2 separate regions of the Rattus norvegicus genome follow, and region 1 is linked to region 2. A link is a contact called in public Hi-C data. All regions are on one chromosome and are shown on one strand. The core of a region is the stretch at or near the end of the contact, and the rest is flanking DNA. Distances in the headings are between cores, read along the strand shown.

Region 1 (6,985 bases), core at 1,805-4,304, 100 kb before region 2:
TATTATTCTACAGTGTTCCAAGAGGAGGGTTGGACTCACTGAGGGGATTTCTCTTTTGCCCTTCATTTGGGTTTTGTAGGTTCGTTTCGTTGCATCTGATCCCGGCTCAGGACCAGCTCGAATGAAGAGCCGCTGAGTGATGAACGGGCTGCTAGTCCCTTTCACTTTAATTGTGGAGCTGAACTAGAAATTACCTAGCAACCACTTGAGTAAATGATAGGGGAAACTTGACAGAGTGGTTTCGCAATCGAAATCAGGCAAACATCTTTAAGGTCTCTCTCCTGGACCTATTTCCTGAGCCCTGATTATCTGCAAGTCATCAGAGTAAGCAGGTCCAATTAAGAAGAACAGTGACACAAACACCTCAGATAAAAGATGCTGAGAAAATACACGGTCACAAAACCCTTGGAGAAGCAGTCCACACGTTCATCCGCTCCTAAGAACACATATACGACATCCCATAACAGGATGTTGTGGATGAGACAAATTTTGTCATGACACAGAGTCAGTATCTTGTAATGAATCCTTGGAAATACCACTTGAATATTTCCTCTCGTTGCTACTCAGTGACATGGTTCGTGGTTGCTTCTACCTTCTCCATCTAACTAAGAGCCTGGAGCTGGAAGGTTCTACAACACAGAGCTCAGCCCCAGGCATTTTCCTTATCGGTGTGCACAGACCATACCACAAACATTTGCAGTAACCAATTCCGGCTGCCAAAAGGTGGTTTATCTATCCCACATCTATTTAATGAGCACCTACTAAGTAACGTACATTGGGTTTTGTGCTCAGAGTAGAAAATAAAATTAAGTACTTGCATTATATTACTGAACAAGACAGAGCTAAGGAAGCACAGAGTAGAGCAATACAGAGACTTTCTGAGTAAGAACAAGGTGCCGTGTGAGTGCACAGTTATAGTACTTAATACTTCTTTTGATACGGCTTAGTCACCTACATTTCTGCACATATTAACTTTTCCGAATCTCTTGATATTCCTAAAAGGAAACAGAGTGCACAGTGCTTTAGGCACTTCTGGTCTTTCGCTGTTGCTTTTTTAGGACAAACGAGTTCCGTAGTAGGAGAATTAAGATTTCCTGGCAGGAGACCCAACAGACCATGCTGCTTGAGGAATGAGTTCGACTCCATTAGATATCTCGGAGGAAGAGAAACCTGGTTGAATGATAATGAACCTCATTATCATTAGCCCCAGCAAGAGTGCCTCAGCCCCAGGAACTCTACTTCCGTGTCCTCTTCAACAGCTGAGGAAGCTACAGAGCCAAGAGGTCATGCCTCCTTCAGACTACCACCTGTCCTACCATAGATCCCACTCACTAATCCAGGACACCAGAAGTTCCCACTTCAGTAGCCTGAGGCCCTGTGCTGAATGTCCTAAGACCTCTATCTCAAATATAACCTAGTAAGAGTGAAATGAGATGATGTCTGCTGTTAAAGAATGACCTGTACAGGGATGTGATATGAATGGCCCCTGGAGGTGCAGGTTGAATGTCCACAGATCCACATGGAAATCCTTTTGAGGGACTGTGAAAAGATGGGGTAGAAAGTGAAGGCTAGTGAATATTAGCTATGCTCTCCTGGGCTCTAACACGCTGATGCTAAATTCTAGAGTCTAAGAAATCTAGAATCTAAACTTAGCTTTATAAAGCATTTTAAAAGTGGCTTGGTTTTTAATCAAAAGATGGAGGTTATGTATTTTATTATAAACCCAGAAGTGGAGCACAGCTCATTCCAAGCAAGCTGTCTTTCTTTCGCATTAATCTGTCTTAGTTCCAGCGTCACTTACCTTCTCTGACCCGCCCCCTTCTCTTGTCCCTTCTATGTTAGCTTCATGGAAATACTTTAAACATTTAGAAATATGAGAAATATTCCCAAACTCTGAGCTTTGCAAACGTTTAGGACTAGATAGAAGAGGATTAGGTACCGTTTGTCAGGGAGATTGAAAGTAAACAAATAAAGCTGGAAGCTAGAAGCTGAAGCAGAGAAAAAGAGCACCCCGGGCGGGCGGGCGGCGTTCAGAGGAGCGCAGGTGCACCTGTGCGAATTGCTAGCTGGTGGTTTGAGTTTGATGGTGAAAGTAATGGAGACCAGGAAGGAGGCCCAGCTGGAGAGCAGATGCTGGGGTTAGAGACCTGATCTGCTCTCCTTGCCAAAGAAATACCTCACACACATTTATATTTTTTTTCCTCTCATTCCTTTGCTTCTATCTAGAGTTGATGGTTGAGGCAAGGAGAAAGAGAGACTATGAAAATGCCTGTTGTTATAATAGCGTCCAAGAGTCCAAGTAGAAAGGCATGTGGCCGATAGAAGAGCCAACATCTAGGGGGAAAACCAGCAATTCTGTCGCTCTTAACTAGCTATTCTATGAAATCACAGCTGAGCCAAAGCTCCAAAACCTAGGGACATCCGTAGCAGCACAAGGCAGCCAATCAAAATAGGTCTATCAAAATAGGTGACCAGAACGCTAAGATAGGTCCTTGCACAAGAGATCCAGAATGTTGGAACGAGGCTTGCTTCTCCTCCGAGTCTTGTAACTTACTGGGGTTCAGCAGAAGACTCCCAGATGTTGGCTGGAATCTAAGAGGAAGGCCGGTGGCCAGGTGGGCTCTCTCTGTTTCTAGACTTTGCAAGGCCTTATCGACCTCATAAGTGATGGACATTGGACACGCAGCATTCCACTTCTGTAACTTAGAGATATAACATACAGCTACGTGGTAGCTATTGATCATATTTTCTTACTAAAAACAGTATAATTACTTCACGGAAAATTTTATTTTCACTGCTTTGTATAGTTTGTTGTGGGGGAGTGAAGGGAGCGGGGAACAGTAGTACCCCCTAGTTAGTGTACCCCCTAAACGATACCTCCCATAAACAATAGACCTTTCTCCATCCTACAGTAGAGTCTGGCCATAGGGACTGTTAATCTATCAGACTCCCACAGTAAGACTTGAAACTGTGAGCTGGTGAAACACAATGGTGAGGTCAACAGAAACGCAAAACATTCCAGCAGCAGGCGCCTCTGAGATGTTCAGAGGCATAGCCGAGACAGTAGCCGGAATTCTGGGGCAGGCTCTGGGCCCGACTGCCCCAGGAGAATGATCTTAGAGGTGAAAGATGCGGCCCACTCTTTTCCCAAGCAGCCTCCCCAACCCCCAGCTTTCCATATCCACTTAAGTAAACCCCCACACTATTCCCTGTAAAGCAAACCAGTCAAGCAGCCCCTTTTCCAGCATCCTGAGTAGTTCCTGCCTCCAGGCAGTGATCACCAGCGAGGTTAAAACCTCCAACCGACACTAGGAATTATTGGTAAGAGCACAGATTTTTCACACAATCGCGGTTTATGGTGGGGAAGCAGTGGCTCCCCCAGTTTTAGCGAAGGACTTTTAACACAATGCCACCTTTCACCACTGCGCCTTCTTGTCAAATCCCCCAGTGTGCTAACTGTAACAAAGCCACTTGGCTATCAGTTTACTACAGAATGGGGTCATCAAAGAAAAGAGAACTTTTTTTCTTTTTTACATCTCTGAAGTCCAGTGATTCCTGATATGACGGTGAAAGGCAGGCCGGTTAATTCGATGAGCTAGGGGGAGCCTGCGGTGCTGATGGAGGAGGGATACTGGGGAGTTTAAGTAGTGAGCTTAAGGGAGACGGAGAAGTCAATATATTGCTCCCCTCCCCCCTCCCGGGGCCGTCAATCCTGGTTACTGATCACACTTAAGTAGAAAGATTCTCCTTTAAAATGTCATTTTGAAAATTAAAACACATACACACATATGCAACTAAGCAGATGTTCCTATGCCACCGCCTCCTCCTCCTCCTCCTCTTCCTCCTCCTCTTCTTTCTCCAGCCTCACAGGAAACACATGTCTGTGTTGTCCTAAGTCCAGTTACTAATTAGCATGTTTCAGTAGCACATTTTAGAGAGGATGGAGAGGACTTTAAAGGGATTCCTTCCTTTCAAATGGAGACAGCTGGTCTTAATTACCAAGCAGGAAGAGAATGTGCCAATAGATCCTTGAAAAGCCAGAGTGGAGCAAAATGCCCGGGAGTCTTCGGTGCCTGCTGGAAGGGTTTCTCGTTAGAGGTAGGAAGGAGTTGCGTGCTATCTACAACTTCACCTTATCCCAGCCAAGCAGCTGTCTAGCTTCATCACCCTGCAAAGGAGGTGGGTAACTCTGCCCAAGAGCTCAATAAAATCAAAGGTCATTTCACATCATGCGTGCAAATTTCATAGACATGAGGTCAGAGCTGGGAAGTAAAATACGTCACCCTCCCTCAAAGATGCCTAGCTAGATAGGAGCTGGGATCTTTTCCTTTTAAAACCAACACCAAGGACAAATGACTCAAAGCTCATCTTTATAATTAATGGAAGGACAGTTGGTCCACACATCCAAAATGATTCCTGGGGCGAAGAATATCTTAAGACTAGCAAGACGGTTCAGAGGGTAGAAAAACCACTTGCTTGGCCAAGCTCCGTGACCTAAATTCTAGCCTAAAAAGAAGAGAAACGTGTGTTGCAGCCTGTTCTCTGACTTCCACGGGGGGGGGGGGGGGAGTAGGGGTAGGGGGGTGGGCACTGTGATGTGTACCACCTCTAAACAATCTCTCAAGAAACCTTTTTTAAAAAGAAATGGAGGTGTTTTTCTTAAATTATTATTATGATAGTTACTATTAGCGAGCATGGGCCTGTGTTGTGCAGTTTTTATGCATATCTATCTGTCTGTCTGTCTGTCTGTCTGTCTGTCTGTCACATATAGCAATACTGTGAGAATACTGTGGAATTGCTCCTTACCACAGCATCAATGGATGCCATTGCTCCAGTGAGTGAGGCTAGCGGACTTAAGATGGCTGAAGTGCTTACTGGAAGGGGGCTTTAGAGCTGGATTTGAATATGAAAATATGCCCACCAGCTGGGCTGAATGCCCCCACCTATGCATCATGAGAACAAACATATTCAGTTGTGTTTGCAGTATAAAGAATCATATCCTGATTTACGGAACGCACGATTCGTTCTTTTTTTTTTTTCCTCCTTCGTTATTTCTATCTTCAGGAACACAAAAACATTTTGAAAAGCAAAGGAAGTGTTCCCCCATTCCGAATATTCAACATTAAAAGACAAAAATAATAACTCACAACAATGGTGTGATAAATGTAATGACTCAAACACCATTGAATACCCACAAAACACCTACATTCACCGTCTGGAAAGTTCCAAACTTCATCATTTTTTTTAAACAAAGCCTAAAAACTCACTTGGCATTTCTTGATGTCAAAGAAAAAGTAATTTCGCAGTCATTGTTTTGATTGGTTGGTTGATTGGTTTTCTTTTAATGAAACACCTAATTTTGGCAAGAGACTAAGCCCAGAGCCTCCTCATCATGGGTACAATAAAGACATGATGGCTGATTGTAGGAGCACAGAGAGACAGCGTCTGGCCCAGAGTAGATGGGGTTTCTTCATGAACAGGACTGGGAAGATCTTTAGTGCTTGGAATGACGGTAGAGAGTAAATATTTGCCAATTATATATGACCAAGGAAGGAAGCAGCCTCGTGTTTATGTCATGGAGAGGCCTGAAAAGTGACACAGGATGATCAGCATCAAGCTAGATCATCTCAACAATGCCTGGAGTTATTTCAAAAGCACAACGCTACCCACTCTGAGATCATAGCAGCTCGCTTCAAGCCTGGCTCCGTTCCCTCCTACCATGCTGGCTCTGTGACAGATTCTGGTTCTTGACATGTCTTCCTTGTTAGCTCAGTTGCTCATTTGGCATCTGAACTCTTGCTTATGCTGTTTCCTCTAAGTCGTGTCCCAGTCCTACCATATAGATTTATTACCTCCATATATTTGAACCAGTATTGTCAAAAGTAAGATGGCGGGCCATTCACTTCTTTACTCAGGGAACTGTTTGATAACGGGGGTCTGCAACTGTCAAAGCTTCTCTTCCTTGTCTCCTCCCCTCAATCTTCATCATAGTATCACAACGTTGATCTTCCTGCCTCAGCTTCAAGAGTGCTGGTACTGCAGGTGTGCACTGCCGTAACCCGGCTCTCATATTTTTCAACTTGCCACTATGTGGCTTTTTGTGCAAACTATCACATGCAATAGAGTCTCCAGTTTGGGGCATTAGTTATCCCCAGTCCCATTGCCTTCAGTTTGTCTGCAATAGTGAAATGACTCTGAAAAAAGTCAGGTTGGTTAATGCTACAAGAAGTTTTCAGGGTGATCAGTATTGATAGCCAAAACCCAAGATCACATCTGCCTTACTTCTAGAAGTAGATGAAGAACTGTGTTAATGCAGTTAATGCAGAGGGTCCAATTAACATGGAGGGGTGTGAACATTCTGTCTAACTGCCCATTCTCTACCTTTTTACAAGTACAATAGAGACCTATTAAACTCTTTAACCTCACTTCCCTCTTTTAAAAGATGAAGACAGGAATTGGATCTATCTCGTAGAGATTTGTTTGCAAAAATAACACAAGGACACACAGCAACTGAGACAGAGAAACCCCACACCATCACTAAATACTTAACCAAGAACTCAAATACATGTTTAGAAGCTACAGTGGACTATAGCAATGTTACATGATGTATCCAGTAAAAACTAGTTTGTTCCACTTAGCTTTCACAAACACACACAGTCAGTTAAATCACTTAAGATTCAACTAGATACACTTACATGTAAGTGCTTGAAATCTGACCCTTATCTCCCACCCTATAAAAAAGTATATGTAATATTCATAAAATAAGAGAAAATAAAAGCTTCGAACAGGTCAAAACAAATGAATGAACATGGAGAAGAGAGCCCAGAGAAAAGGCACAGAATGCCCAGACAAAGCATATGGACAAACAAGCAAAAACAACTCTAAAAATAAAATTGGGTTCATTCTGTGCTGGCCATCTACTGCTGGGCATGGAGCCGGCTCTTAAGTGTGGTTTGTATTGGAGAAAACTAATTTTTCTCTTGTG
Region 2 (7,163 bases), core at 821-3,320:
GAATTGAAAAGTCACAGCCTTTACATACACGTTACCTAAAACTCCAATTTACGAAGTCTCTCAAATCATGAAGTAAATCAGGGTTTCTTTATGCCCCACTCCCGCTGCCAAGTTCAACAGGAAGTGCCAAAGAGAAATCTGTTCTCGGAAGACTCTGCACCAGAAGCTAAAGGATTTCCATTAAACTGTAGCAAATAGGACCATCCCCCTGAGATTTCTAACCTAATTAGTCAGACAAAAACACCTCTCAGATATTTTTCTGCTCATGTGTTTAGAGATTAAAAAAAAAAAAAGGAAAATGGAAAAAGAAAAGGTACCACTAAACATATTTCCCCGCTGCTATCTATGGAACACAGCCTGTGCCTCTTGAGGTAGAAGGAGTCTGACAAAAACAAATGCGCTCGTCGTTTAGGAGGCGAGCAGACTGGAATGAAAATAAGAGTCCTCGGCCACGCAGACGTTGCCAGGCAGCTCTCACTTAAAATAGTAAAGCCTCGCTACTCCATCGCTAGCTGACCCTCGAGATGGTGGGTCTAAGGGTAGGCGCAGGAAGGAACGACTCTGGTATAATCAAGTGGGGTTTTGAAATATGACAAGCAGATTCTGGACCACAGTCAGTTATGTCCCATGAAAAAGAGACCCGTGGATTGTAGAACACGCCTTGCTCAGAGCTGCCAACCCCAACTGCCTTCCAATCAGCGAGCCCCAATTCAGCATAATGGATAATGGATAATGGATGATCTCATCGTGCATGTTGGCCTCAGCGTTTGTGTTTATGTTTTTATTTTTATTTTTATTACACCATACAAACTGCACACACACAAAGATATATAAAAATTTAAGGACCTATCTAAGTAAAGGGTGCAATCCAGGCCAAGAAGTAGAGTACACTAGCTGAAGCCTCCTCTGAGCTCCTTCCTCTACCATAGCTGTGTGAGCTAGCCATGTTCTTGATCTTTTGTCCCCCAGTGGTAGTAGTGTAGTTAGCCACGCATTCCGAAGCCATTGTTCCCTCTGACTTACAGTGCAGGCGTTCTTCTAGGTCGGGATGGCTCCATCTAACTACCACTGTAAGGACATTCGGTGCTGTTGCCTGTGATTGGCATGCATTTGTTTACATTACTGATCAATACTCCAACTTGTCTTTCCAGTACACATAGATGGAGTGCATTATGCAAACATCACTTTAGTTTTTATCCTGGAAGTGCTGGAGCACTGCGAGAGTGTGAGTGCATGCGTGTGTGCGTGTGTGCGTGCGTGTGTATGTGTGTGTGTGAGAGAGAGTGCATATGTGCATGTGTGCATGTGTGTATGTGTGTGTTTCCTTTGATATGATTATATATCCTAAAACTGGAGAGTCTAGCCATTTCATGCTTATCCTTAACGATTTTCTTCTCCAACTTTAATTGAGGCATCCCATATCTTCCTGCATCTACTGGCCTGTATCCTGTCTTAATCAGCATCTCCCTAGCTGGTGTTTTGTATATCCTACTCCCCAGGGCATTCCCTGGTCCATTTGGACTTACTTCGCTATGGTGACGATCAAACCGTATCAATTCTGCTTCCGTTCTTATCAGTCACTTATACTGCCTGCAAAGGCCGGGAGGCTTTTTTATTAAATCTACTGTTTAATGTTATAAAGAAAGATTGTACAGGCCAAGCCTGCATCTACTCCTTAAACACATTAATGATGAATTCACACCAGAATAAAAGATGAAACTTGAGCTCTTCCTGCCACAAAATACAAAGACTGTTCAGCTCAGAACTCCAAGGCCTAAGTTCCATCAATACAGCATTATGACCCCCTAACTTATTGAATTGCTTTCTATTCTCTGAGAGCAGTTACAGACTTTGATACTGAGGCTAACACTAGGATTCTCTCTTCCCCGGACTGAAAGAACCCTAAAATTACAGAGGGAGAAAGATGCAAGATGTTACTATGTTTCTTACAGAGGCATTCTTTAACTATTTACCCAACATGCCCCAAGGGCAAGGGCAAGCTACACTGTCACTGAGGAAAAGCCTTTTCTCAAAGGGTCTCTGTCCTGCAGGAATGTGGCCTGTTCTGAGAATTCCTGGGTGTGCCCAGTGGAGAACCTCCCTCCCTACTCTGGGCCCTGATCTTTTAAGCCTCTTGGGTCCTTTGGACTGTAGCTGTAATCTGCCTGTTTTCATTGTCTTTCCGTTACAAATCAAAAGGAAAAATCAAGTGCATGGAAATACTGCAATATAAAGGTCAACTGGCGACGTACGTTTGTCAAATATAAACAAATAAAAACATGCATTTATTTCTTTCTCAAATCCACTGGTGGAATTTTGGAAGTTACCGGCAGCCAGTCTAGACAATCAGTGAGTTCCTGATTCTCTGAGAGACTGTCTCACAAAAGAAGGGAGAGAGTGACTGAGGAAGACAGTTGACCCTTTGCCCTTGACCTGCACACATTGCTGCATGGCACGTATGTGCAGATGCATATGAACAACTGTGCCAATTACGCACATATATACACCGCGGGGGTGGGAGGAGGGGTGGTTAAGTTCTGTAAATGTTCTTTTTTTTCTCTCTTGGAGAAAAGGATCTCGGGAAAGCTGGGCTACAGTCCATTGCCACCCTGCATAGCTTTTACGTGGGTGCGAAGAATATGAACCTACGTCTTCGTGTTTGACGTCTGTGTGCTCAGGCGCTTTGCTGATGGAACCACATTTTCCAGTTCCAAGCAGCCTTCTTTAAGGCCAGAACTACAAAGGTCGCTCACTCAAAGACGAAAGCAGCCAAAGGCAATATTGCAAAGGAATTGTTCAAAAGCAAAAACCTTCCCGGGGATTTCCGCTTAATTCTCCTTTAGCTGCCGCAGCTGCTGTTATTGTCAGAATGAATACCAGGGAAGCGCATGAAGCGGATAAATGAAAGAAGAAGTCCTATGAGGAATGATATAAAAACAGCCAAGCAATTGTTGCTGAGGGAAAAATAAAACCAACCATTTAGCTGAACGGAATGAGACATTTAGTCAGAACAGTGCTGTATGGAGACAGCCTCACAGTCTTCAAGAAGCACGTTAGGGAGCTTTAATCGCCTCAAGTACGTTAACACATTTACACTCTCAGAGGCGTCTGCAAGGGGACAATTTCCTAACAGGTAGCTACATCTATATTCTTAACAAACATCCGTGACAACAAAAACATTGTCTTTTTGCTTTTTGCTTTGTGTTTTGTTTTTGTCTGGTTTCCGGGGAGACCCGTTTTCTTTATGTAGATCTGGCTGTCCTGAAATCCAGTCTACAGACCGGGCTGTCCTTGAACTCAGAAATCTGCCTGCCTCTGCCTCCAGAATGCTGGGATTAAATGCATGTGTTTCTACCATCTGGCTAACAAAAACGTTTTCAGTCGTGTATCATACTGAACTGTGGTAGTCTCTTTGCCTTTGCATCTGTCTCATATTTTACGAGAGAGCTAATGAAACATTGTACTCTAAGCCCAAGGCCAATATCTATTGAGTGAATACGTAAACTCAGTAGCCTACAATTTATCACATTTTGAAGATATAATATGAACGAGAGCCTATACCCGTGGCTTTGTAAAAATAAAACCTTACAAAATTTCAAAGGCTGATAGGTTGAAGCTTTGTAGGCAAAAAAGTTTGAGTGGAGTATAAAATAAGATGTCTGTTTTCTCGGTAATTGCTGTGGTATGAACAATGTTCATTTGATGTCTGCTCTGTTATCTTCATACTGTCGGCCAGATTGTCTCTGATGAGTCTCCCAGGGAAGATGTTAATTCGTGAAAGTTTACTTGATTTGGGAGAAATGTTCTCAAGTGTCCCCTAATGTTGCAATAAGTTCCGTGCTTCTCTGCCACCACCCATCTGCCATGTTGGGTAGAGTAGGTACCCAATGTGGTGAATTTTTGAACCTCATTAAATTATTTTATCCTTATATGTCTATCCTTCCCTTCTGTGATGGTTTGTATATGCTTGGCCCAGGGAGTGGCACTTTCAGAAGGTGTGGCCCTGTTGGAGTGGGTGTGTCACTGTGGCTGTGGGCTTTAAGACCCTCACCCTAGCTGCCTTCAGATGAAGATATAGAACTCTCAGCTCCTCCTGCACCATGCCTGCCTGGATGCTGCCATGCTCCTGCCTTGATGATAATGGACTGACTCGCTGACCCTGTAAGCCAGCCCCAATGAAATGCTGTCCTTATAAGAGTAGCCTTGGTCACGGTGCCTGCTCACCACAGTAAAGCCCTAACTAAGACACCATCTTTTGTCTTGATCAATTGTCTGTGATCTCAGAGCCTGGTGGTGGGTCCTGTGTTCTCTCACTGTGCACAGAAGCCAGCAAAGACATAAATCCTATATAACCTGGATTTGTGGGTGCTGCAGTCATTTTCATTATGGTTGATAGCTGTCTGTATTACAAGTTCATTTGCAAAGGTTGAGAAGGCTTGAGTCATAGTAGTCCAACATCTCGTTTTGGTCTCAGAGAGCCTGGACTAGCTGTATGAGGGTGTGTGTGTGTGTGTGTGTGTGTGTGTGTGTGTGTGTGTGTGAAACATCTATTAAATTTGTCCTTTTGGCAATTTTATATACACGTATAATACAGTCTAACGACTCTGATACATACTCTCTCATCTCCCTCCCAGATCTCCGTCACCACCTCTACCTTCAAGCCCTTTCCCACTTCATGATTTTTCCATTTGTGTCCTGATAAGACTTCTTAATCCATCTTTCCTTAATTTAAATAATAATAATAAAATCTACATCAAGAAAATGATAACAATATATGTAAATAATAATAATAAATTATAAATAAATAACAACAATAAACTACATCCCTGTGTTAAGAAAAGAACTTTTCTGTTTTGCTTCGCTTTGCTTTATGGATCTGAGGATCAAATTCAGGGCCTCCTACATAGAAGATGAGCACTCTATACAGCCTAGGGACAACTTGAACTAGGACGCTTGCCACTGCTTGAGAATTTCTTGGTGAACTTGAAAGGAAAATTATACAAATTTAAGGTTTAAAAATATAAAATTAAAAGAATAAGCCCCAAAAGCCACAGACTCAGGAGTAGCAGGCCATAAAGATAAAGAAAAGGAATGCAAAAACCAGCTCAGGCTATCGAGGACTGAGCCATAAACCATCCAAAGACATCCCCCCAGCTTACTCAGAGTCATACTTTAACCAGATGTCCTCCAGACCCTGATAAGCCCCTACTTGTGTTTTTCAGCCATTGTGTCCTGCAGAGAGCACTCCGGGAAACCGGGCAGCCCAAGCCCAACCAGAGGTGTTTCAAATACAGATGCTCCATCAATTTTGACAAACTTTTAAAAATAATGAGGACTTGAAGACCCTACCCTTCTCCTGATTTAGTAGCTCTGTTCCAGGAACCAGGGGGCCATAAAACCTTCTGGCGTCCCCTTATCTCCTGGAGCCATAAAACAATCTTGTAACTTGTGGTACATTCCCCTTCGACATCCCCCCATCCCCTGGTGCTCACAGCCTCTGCCTTTAAATGCTCTTTCTCCCAGCCTCTCGGGGTCGACACCTCTGTCCCCTGTGCGGGATACGTGTCGGCCCGGAGATCTCTGTAATATGTCTCTGTAATAAACCTCGCCTTTGCTTATTACATCCAAAATGGTCTCTCTGTGTCTGGGGTCCGTGATTTCCCAAGACTTAAGTAAGGGTCTCTCTGCGTGGGATCTTTCAAACTGAGCAGCTTGGAACGAAGGACGCAACGCAGTGTGCTCGCCAGCATTTAACAAAATACCCATGGCTCTGCTCGCTTTACATCCTTGATAGTTAGTTGTGAACTCGAATCAGCGGGCCAGCCCCTCCACCCAACACCAGGACCACCTACTTTGTCTGCTCCCTATCCAGGTCACACAGGATGCAGGTAAGTACACAGATATGCTTACTGGAGACCAAAGGTAAGACCAGAGTTCAGGTCCCGGAAGCAAAGATTTCTTTGTGCGGGTAAGTGGAGAGTGGACCAAGAAGAAATAAATAAATAAAATATATATGTGAGCATACACCTCAAAAGCTGGACCCTTGAATGTAGAGGGCTCCTGTAGAGGAAAAACGGTGAAATGACAAAAGTTTGCTTCTGCCCACATCCTTGTTCTCTCTGAGGACAATGTTTGGTGGCATGAAGTAGGTTCCTGAGCAATACGTCTCAGTTACCTTATTCTCCAATTGCTCCAGACAAGGAACATTGATGAGGTGAGCTAGAGACACTGTGGTCACAGCTTAAACTCTTGAGAATTGAGTTTGTATTTGTAAGTAGTAGGCTCACGTCTCCCTTTTGTAGGATAAGATACATGTTTCCCAGTCTGCTTTTAGTCTTGTGGAAAAGATACAGCCTTTATCCTACCATGTGGCTCAAAAGTCCAGTTTGATCATGGATGTCAACCCAACTGCAGTGCCTCAGACACATTAGAGGGCAGCAGGAGCTGTGACCAATTCCATATGGAGTTCACCGCCCTTGGGAATAAGATGGGAGGGGCGCTCCCCAACTTCCAGTCATTGGGGCTACACGGGAGTTATAGGCCTAGCTGAAAGATTCTTCCTTTTACAATAGAGGTTAAAAAAAACATAGATTTTTTTTTTGGCTGATAAAATAAAAATAAGTTGAAAAGTTTTAAACATTGTAGATGTAAACAAAACCTATCTACATAGCTAAGACCTGTCTAAAACTGTCTGAGCCACTACTGAGCATTTACCTTGAGAACTTTGTGGGAGGTGGGGGTGGGGAGAGCTGGGGTGAAGAACTCAATCACACAATGTTATATAAAGTGGAGGAAAAGTTAGAAAAGAGAAGTATATTAAAAGTCAGTCCTTCTAAAACTTGAGTTCACACGTTTCTGGCTCCTTTTCAGGCTCTAATTATAAATTGAGATCATTTAGAATTCTTATAATAACTTCACCTCTCTGTGAAATCTAATATGGCAAACTTCATAAATATTACATTATTGCTAAGGTGATATTGTTAGGCCTGAACTTCTCAAATCCCCCAGAACATTACAAATGCACTCTCGTGTACTCATATTTAGAGGTCAAATTTAATTGTATCCTGGGGAAGAGGGCTTGTTAGGACTCTGGTAAATGTGGCAGGTCAGACTGTGTCTGTCTGGTTGACCCCAAGAATGTCCTATTTCCTGTCTCTGCCTGC

Evidence for each region. Hi-C and Micro-C count contacts between places; a contact is called where the count stands out from the background.
Region 1: a Hi-C map of Schwann cells shows a contact between it and region 2, with 3 times the contacts expected there. The contact joins two enhancer-like sites. A contact is called at or near these places in 7 of 12 Hi-C or Micro-C datasets (Schwann cells, frontal cortex, hepatocytes and 3 more).

The regions. Positions count from the first base shown.
Region 1 is chr7:36,294,935-36,301,919 of GRCr8, reverse strand. No RefSeq gene overlaps it. Among named protein-coding and RNA genes, the nearest start is that of Cs-ps1, 190 kb to the left of the region's middle. Within about 2 kb of position 3,054, at least 2 of the 93 cell types and tissues checked have an H3K27ac peak or open chromatin away from gene starts, as enhancers often do. A contact at or near this core is called in Schwann cells, where this site is marked.
Region 2 is chr7:36,192,543-36,199,705 of GRCr8, reverse strand. The region is part of intron 1 of LOC120093570 (a long non-coding RNA gene); the gene reads right to left. Among named protein-coding and RNA genes, the nearest start is that of Dusp6, 220 kb to the right of the region's middle. Within about 2 kb of position 2,070, at least 14 of the 93 cell types and tissues checked have an H3K27ac peak or open chromatin away from gene starts, as enhancers often do. A contact at or near this core is called in Schwann cells, where this site is marked.